Regions from separate parts of the Zea mays genome. Here all the other regions are linked to region 2. A link is a contact called in public Hi-C data. All regions are on one chromosome and are shown on one strand. The core of a region is the stretch at or near the end of the contact, and the rest is flanking DNA. Distances in the headings are between cores, read along the strand shown. Region 1 has its middle 6.6 kb from the start of LOC111591061. Region 2 holds the start of LOC100282420 (golgi SNARE 12 protein). Region 3 has its middle 9.0 kb from the start of LOC100193730.

The links. A called contact is a pair of places that touch in the nucleus more often than the background predicts.
Region 1: a contact with region 2 is called in a Hi-C map of leaf mesophyll, with 2.4 times the contacts expected there. The contact joins the enhancer-like site here to the promoter of LOC100282420 in region 2. A contact is called at or near these places in 3 of 25 Hi-C or Micro-C datasets (leaf and leaf mesophyll).
Region 3: a contact with region 2 is called in a Hi-C map of ear, with 2.6 times the contacts expected there. The contact joins the enhancer-like site here to the promoter of LOC100282420 in region 2. A contact is called at or near these places in 2 of 25 Hi-C or Micro-C datasets (ear and tassel).

What each region holds. Positions count from the first base shown.
Region 1 is chr2:185,130,997-185,133,728 of Zm-B73-REFERENCE-NAM-5.0, reverse strand. No RefSeq gene overlaps it. Among protein-coding and RNA genes, the nearest start is that of LOC111591061, 6.6 kb to the right of the region's middle. Within about 2 kb of position 1,353, at least 6 of the 20 cell types and tissues checked have an H3K27ac peak or open chromatin away from gene starts, as enhancers often do. A contact at or near this core is called in leaf and leaf mesophyll, where this site is marked.
Region 2 is chr2:185,718,206-185,720,905 of Zm-B73-REFERENCE-NAM-5.0, reverse strand. It overlaps LOC100282420 (golgi SNARE 12 protein), which reads right to left and starts at 1,258. Exons shown (of 5, transcript NM_001155331.1): 1 at 1,040-1,258; 2 at 161-388; 3 at 1-31. The coding sequence starts at 1,075.
Region 3 is chr2:186,503,340-186,506,039 of Zm-B73-REFERENCE-NAM-5.0, reverse strand. No RefSeq gene overlaps it. Among protein-coding and RNA genes, the nearest start is that of LOC100193730, 9.0 kb to the left of the region's middle. Within about 2 kb of position 1,424, at least 20 of the 20 cell types and tissues checked have an H3K27ac peak or open chromatin away from gene starts, as enhancers often do. A contact at or near this core is called in ear and tassel, where this site is marked.

The sequences.
Region 1 (2,732 bases), core at 104-2,603, 590 kb after region 2:
TTTATGGAGGTGGAGTTACAGTTCAAGTAGTGCATACAAAATTCAGTTCACAACGAATTTTTGTAAAATCAAAATTTCTCCTATATGGAAAGCGAGAATTGAGCCAAAATGTCGTTTTTTCGTATGGACCATGTTGTATAACATAATTTTGACTGCAGACAACCTACAAAAGCGAGGATGGCCTTGCAATCCAATTTGTTGTCTTTGCAACTTATCACAAGAAACTATGCCTCATTTAGGCAAAGACTGCCCGTTTTTGTAGAGGTTTGGAACATGATCCTATCTTGGGCCAATCTGTTCTTTCTAAGTGTCGTTTCTAACCCCGGGTCGTTGTAGTTGTATGATTGGTGGAAGAGATTAAGGAATCGTTGCTGCAAGGAGTCAAAGAAGATTTTCGATGGACTCCTCATCTCTTTCTGGTGGAATATATGGTTAGAAAGAAATAACAGAATCTTTCATAGACTTCAAAGATCTGCTATCCAGGTTATGCAATTGGTGAAAGATCAAATTGTGAGTTTTAGTGTATGCAATTGGTGAAAGATCAAATTGTGAGTTTTAGTGTATGTTAGATTGAGTTAGTGTATGTTTTTCTCTTTTTTTGTTTTTTCTTTTGCTCAGTCTTCAGTATCTATTTCTCTTCTAATATATTGATGAGGCAAGTCTTTTGCCGCTTCCTTTAAAAAAAGAGTAATTCTAATCTTCATACACTAGTTTTCAGTGTAGCCTTTTTCCTATGTGGTTAACTGTCCATAGATTATGCCATACCTCTCCTAAACTGGACTTCAACGATGTGAGGTCCAATCTTATTCATCTCGAGCGGCTAGATTTTCATATCATAGAAGTGATGATTTATCTCAAGTTTGCTCTTACTCATCTTTTGTTTATTTATATTTTTTATTTTTGGATTCAGAGAAACGTCATATTCACAACTGCAACTAGTGCGTGGTGATCTGGATGAAAACAGTCAGGGGAAGGCAGAGGTTTTTGTCTAACATGGAGTTTTTTTCAGTGATTTTAGATATTCTTACAAGCTGTAACACAATCAAGCAGATAAGATCCTGCTGATATATATGAATTAAGCTTCTTATCTTTTTAGTTCCAGTAGCAAAGTACGTTTACTTGCAGTTTGTTGGAGGGACTTGTGATGGCTTTTGATATTACTTCATGAGTCAATTGCTAATTAGCAATTGGCTACTATATATAATCTGATGCCATGTATGATATATATAAGACCACAATTTTTTTTTCTTTTGTTTTTTAATTTGTCATCACAGGCGCGCGTTGTCTTTGCACTGTCTGTGATACGTGCTCATCACAGGCGCGGTGTTTTTTGCACGTATGTGATAGGTTGCGGTCCTTACAGCAGATCGACACGCTAATACGCTATGGTAGACACAGCAAACCCGTGTTTGTGATGACCCTAGGACGCGTCGTCCGTCCGTTGACGTGCTCTTCTCACGTAGTGTATGTAACCAAGAGCAATGATGTCTATCTGTATGTGAAGTATATTTGACTTAGTAAAGATAATCTATATTGCTTATATATACACCTAACTTGGATAAAAAAGATTTGTTTTTTCTCCTAGTACAGTTGCGTATCATTCAAAAAAGAACACAAGTCAAGGCTAAACTGTTCCATTCACTAGTACACAGAGGCTCTATAGTGGCGGTTCTAGAGCTGTTTGTACTGTCGTTTTTCAGTGCCGCCAGTGCTAGGGGCCAGTAGCGGTTCCCAAGCCGGGTCCACCTGGTTTTTTTACTGGCGCGCGGTAACTGAAAGTCTGAAACCGCCAGTGATAATTTATGGGTGCCGCAGGCTTTGAGCTCTTTTCTATTAGTGATTATTTGATACTTCAATCCAAGTTCTGCTTGCTGCCAGAACCCAGAACGTCTTATTGTTATTTTAATACTTTCTCTATTCCAATTTATAATTTGTTTGACTTTTTACCGATTTAATCAGCTTGTTTTATTTTATAAATTTTATAATTATTATTTATTTTTATTGTAATGTCGTAGTATGAGCTTTGATTGTATCAATTTCTGCAAAAAAATAATAAATCGACTTTGTTAAAAAGTCAAACAGATTATAAATTAAGACTGCCGAAGTATGTTATCTGATGGATACAACGAAATGACGTTAGTGTCTAAAAAGTATATAGTAATCTGCTCTACCACGGTGAATCAGATAGTAAATAGTAACTTTCATGTCTCGTCTCACAGTAGTAGGCCATGAACTATTTTGCACTGCATTAATGTAGTGTTTGGTTTGAGAAATGATATAGTCTATCATCTTCTCACTCCTCACTTTTTTGTTTGGTTTGTGGAATAGAGTGAGTTAATTCATCACCACCTTATTCTTTATAGTTAGTTGTTTAGTACTAATATGTGGAATGGAGTCATCCCACCAAATTTGAAGAATGGATCTATGATGCACCACTTCATTTTGGATAGAGTGATTCATCAAACCAAACACCTCATAAGTGTTGCATAACTCCTAAGGGTCTGTTTGGAAAACTATTTTCTAGTCCTAGGACAATAGCATTTTGAGCATGGATAAATTGTATACATGCTACTCAACTTTTACAAAATTATATAGCTAATATCTATTTTTGCAAAAATTGACCCGAGAGCATACCATGGTATTTTAGGCCAAAAGGTGTTCACGAGCACACCTACCTAAAAACTCTATCTTAGACCATGGTTTCACCAATCCCATAATATTTTTAGGCTCTA
Region 2 (2,700 bases), core at 9-2,508:
CCCTGAGACTTGATCGAAGCCGATAGAATTCCTATATTTGATGAAACAAATCATGGTGTCAAAATGGGAGTACAGTCATGTTATATACGGTGCTTTCTTAGCAGTACATTCAAAGTAGTTATGATGAATGGAACTTAGTAGTCTAAGAGGCAACCAGAACCTGAGTAAGGTCTTGCAAAATCTCCATATGACGAGTCAGAGTATGAGAAAGAACTTCAGAACCTCCTGATGATACCCAAGTTTGCATTTGCGAATTCACTTGCTGTAACTGCTTCAGTGATCTTTCTATATCAGACTCAATGTTGTCCTCTGAACCGTCTGATTTCATAGAAACCAATTTACGGTATGCAATCATTTGGTCATCTAACTGAGCTTCCAACCTCCTTGCCTGAAAGGGGAGGCAATAAACCATTCAAAACACGCTAAACCTTAGACACCATTAATCAGACAAGACAAGAAAAACAGGAGTATCCTACAGCATCATGAAACCACAAAGACGTAAAGTTAGCTAATACAGTATGCCATGTTTCCGAGCATTGGCAGTCTTAAACCACTATAATCATATTACCAGTAAACATACATGGCTTCGTTAGGAAGACAGAGAAAGTCAATGAAAGGTTCGTTTAGAGAAGCAGGAAACGAAATCTAGACAGTATAGCATTCTGCAATCAGTGCATCGTTGCTACAGGTTGCCCCTTCACTAGGAGAAATGCTAAATGACGTTACAAGCGAACAACTAGACTAACGGATCATCGAAACGAATCCAATTCAGCTTTTCTCGGCACAGCATTTACTCCCGACACGAGTACCCTACGGAATTCGACGACCAACAGAGCAGCCTCCTCTAAAATCGTCCCTCCTCACTTCTGCGCACCTGTATCCCCACTCCATCGCGGAGTTGACGGGAGCCAGATCCCAAGTAGAGACTAGGGTGGCCCATACGGGGCTACGCAGCCGCGAGACGGCGAGAGCGGGACCGAGAGGATCCATGGAACTGCGGATGGAAAGAAAAGCGCGTGTGGTCCGAGGGCCGGGTCACCTGCTTGCGAACGGCGTCCCAGGAAGACGCCTCCATAGCCCCCGCTTCCTCCTCGTCTTAGGCGCCTTCCTAGAGGTTCGTCGTGTCGGGAGGACAGAGATCCCGTCAGCCCGCGGCCACGGCCGCGGCGACTGGCCTAGATCTCGCGGCCCGCGCGGGCGCGGACGGCGAGCGAGCGAGCGAATAGGTGGGAGGGTCGAGGACGGGCGCGGAACGGGTGGTTGGTGGTGGCCGAACCTGATGCGCCGATGTGTTTGGCGAGGGCTCGTATCGGGTCCACAAACGACCGCCCGTGCACAAATGCACAACGCGCATCAAGTCCACACATCCGGCAACCAACGGTGGTCTTTTTTCAAAGAACCCCACGCTCAGCTCGTCACGCTCGCTTGCAATGTTGCAGAATTCGTCCACGCGGACGGTCCATCCGATCGCCGCTCACTCCGGCGACCCGCGCCCTCGCCGACCGACCCCTGCCAACCGACTGCAGCACACGGCAATCAACTGCCGCCCACGCCGACCGCCGCGCACCGTCGCCGTGACGGTTGGCTAGGATTACTACGGTGTTTGTAATCGCTCAACAAACGCAGGGAATTTGATGTTGTCATGTACGTAGTGTGTTTGGGATCAAATGGAATTTGCCGCTCAAAACAGTTTGTATGCTCCAGGACAGGTTCAGGCTCACATAGCCAAGCTGACATTGGATTCCTTTTCTTCCTCCTAGTTCAGGATCACATAGCCAAGATCCTTTTGCTGCTGTTTTTTTTTTGGAGAAGCAAACAAGCACACTGAATAGTAGTACTGGATGTTAGCTGAAATTTGGCTCTGTTGGCTCTGTATTTTTATGTGCAAACAAGCTCTGAGTGTTTTTGTTATTCTTATTTGCAAACAAGCTGTACAAATGCATTTGCTTGAATGTGCAAACAATATTGGTTACAAAATCAATTTCTGATCAAAATCAAAATGAACAAGCTGTACTTTATTCCTCCTTTCATATCTCAGGGTTACAGGCTTCACATGAGCCAACAGAACTCACGCCTCCAATGCAATCTACACAAGCTCCACATGAGCAATCTACAGAGACTCTAAACAAACAACTTTCTATAGGTATTGGCCTCCAATGCCATCAGCTGCAAACAAGAGCGTGATACAGACGCTTCACTCTTCATTTATTGAGCGATTCAGATAGGCACCACGCTTCTTCAGGCACGAATAGCACGCCATCTCCAAGGGTCGTGGAGAGATGCGCGAGGCTGTGCACGCCATGGCAGGGGACCCGACCGCGGTCTTGGAGATGGGCGTGAGCGCGCTGCTATCCCGCGAGCGCTACCATGGTAAGCCGCTGCAGGGAGCCTACGGACGACGGCTGTAAATAGTCGAAGCGGCCGGCGACGTGTGGACGGTGGGCGGCGACATCTGGGCATCTTCTGCCACAACCGCAGCTGGTGAGTGGTGACTGGTGGATATCTCCAACAACTAGCCGGACGTTCATCCCTTCGTTTTTATTGAGAACTACGTTACCACGGATCACCAGATCCGCTCCCTTCTCTCCCGTCAGCAATAGAGGCGTAAGAAGCTGTAGAGTACCCGTCTCCCTTCCCATTAGCACGACAGAGAAAACACAATAGACACGTGATATAGGGTTGGGCCTCTGACCTCTTTCT
Region 3 (2,700 bases), core at 175-2,674, 780 kb before region 2:
TTGGCGCATGATTCCAGTGGCTGGCCGTGCCGCGGCTATCAATGCCACATTTACGGTCCAGGGAGGGATGGAAGGGGTGATCATGTTTTCTATAATGTTTGATGAGAGTCACACGGAGATTTGTGAATTTTTGGTGGCAACGTAGTTCTAAAAAATCGAAGGGACGTTGTTGGCCTACCTCATCCTACTTTAACATTAAACCAGACACACCCTTAATAAAACCTCTCACGCCAGGCCAACGGCGGCCTCGCCGGTGCATCCAGACAGCGGTCCAGCCACTGAAGCTCCCGTCGGGCATCCCAGGCCGTGCCCTGCCTGCCACGTGTCCCGGCGTTGAGCTTGGCACGAGCGGCAGGGAAGCGCATTCAATGGAGGGAGAGCGAAGTCTGCGTGGCAAGTAAATAGGTGTCCCAGTTCGGAGGTGGACTTTCTTCCCCTGGCCGTTGTTCTAGAGGATCGGCGATGGAGCGGGATCGACACCGCCGCGTCGTCGCCCGTCGATTTAAATGCTGGGGGGAACGGCCCTTGATTTGCCTGAACGGATCGGTAGGATACAGATACGGGGCCGTATAGTATACGTGTGGTGAATTGAATTGTTTAAGATTGCGTGGTCCAGATGGCACGCGCGGCGTTGCCGTTTGTGCTGTGAGTGAGAGCGTTAAGCTGGCGAAGGTTCAGCATTTCGGCTATATCACCATTGCGATGTTTCTCGCCAGGGGTACAACAACTACAAGCGCTGAATCGCAGAAAACAACATCGCGGAAAGCCGTTATGAAACGCATCCCGAGAGAGACTGGAACCAAAACTATTATTATTATTATATATAATAAAACCCCGGCGGTGACAGCGATCGCTTTTATTTGGAACACTTGGTAGGTAAGATAAGGCCCCGTCCTCCGTTTGAGGTGTGGGACTCCCCTGCTACCAAGGGCGGTGATCCGTTGCAGTAGGGTTGTTTGTTGTAGTAGGCCTTCAACCTTGTCATCTTCCATCCCCCCGTCCCTTTTGACGCCAGTTGATTCAGTCTCATCTGCCCAAACCGAACGGGGGGGGGGGGGGGGGGGGGGGGGGGGGGGGGGGGGGGGGGGGGGGGGGGGGGGGGGAGTGCAGTCACGGTCATGGCTCTGATCTGATCAGACCCCGTCTTCATCTTGACACGTACATATCCATGACAAAGAAAAGCGTTGGTTTAATTTGGTAGCAGCAGCGTGTCCAGATCCAGACCACTCTCAACTAAAGGACAAGGTGAGCGTGCTGCAATCTGCTCCGCATCGCAAACGGCCAAAAGGTCTCTGATAAATCCTTTCGCCCTTTTTTTATTGTTTTTTTGCTTGGCGTCCAGACAAAACGAGACATGAGGCGTTCGTTTGGGCCCATCTGATAACTGCTGGCTGGCTGGCTCGCTCGCTGCTGCTACGTCGCTGCGTCAGCGACCTGGGCTCGCTGCCAAGTCCCCCCCACCCCACCAACTCCAACAAAAAGGCAAGTTGGACTCCAACAACAGGAAATGGCAAGTTCTTCGCTATCCCCAGCCCATAAAACCCTCTCGACGGTGCTCCCATCGTCATCAGCTTGTCGTTGCCGCAAAATGATGGCCGGTTGTTCATCATGCATGATCATCACACACACACACACAGGTTCCTTGCTCATGCATCCAGAGACTTCCCCTTTGTCATGCATGTCCAGACAAAGTTTCAGTTCCTCCTCCCCCTCCCTTATTGTATTAACTGCTACCCAGCTTTGGCTGTACATCGATTTGGCAACAGGGCAAGCCGCCACTGGGATCGCGTAGCCTTCTAAAACCATTCGAAACTGGTGAGGACCAAACACTAGCCAAATCCAGATTCCAGACCAAACACTAGCTAGATTTCGCGACATGCATCACGACCGAAGGCAACTGATCTCGGCGCCACACCTCCAGCGTGTGGATGCAGTGCAGCCATGAGGCAGATAGATGCAACGAGATCCTCTGCCGTAAGCTCCTCCGGGCAGCACAAAGCACGGGCATCGTCATCCTGTAGGCGGTGGCGCATCCGGCGCGACGCTCGTGGAGAGCTAGTAGCTAGCCACCAAATAAAGGACTCCGCTCTCGATCGGCGCCGCGCGCATGCATGCTCCACAAGCTCTCGTGCCCCGCGCAACTTCGCCATGCCTAGGAAGAATGGCTACGTAGGCTGGTGATACCGAGTAATGCATGGCACTGTCAGAAACGTGCTCTTTATCGAGTGCTCGAGCTTTGCCGAATATAAAATCATGGGCACTCGACAAAGAATATTTTATCGAGTGTCACTCTCAACGAAAAATAACGCTCGCAAAGACCGGACCATTTTTGCCGAGTTGAACCAAAGACTTTGGTGCTCGGTAAGTACCATCGTTTTATCCAGCGCCAGAAGAACGTCCGCCTGCATTTATTCATTTGAGCAATGTCCCAGCCTCAAATTGGTCAGCAACTCTCTCCCCGCGTCGTACCCCCGGCTGGCTTAATTTCCTCGTAGGGTTCCTTGATGAGAAGCGAGGGACACCGCTGCCTGTGCAGCCACCTGCATGCATGCCAATCGAACCGACGCATAGCGAGTCCTTTGGCAGAGAGCTTACCGAAACTGTGCAATCATGAGGATCGAAATTCTTCCTTCTTGGAGGTGGAAGAACGTGTGTTGGCGTCGCTCCCTTCCTCGCTCTTTTTCCCTCCCCCACGACCAA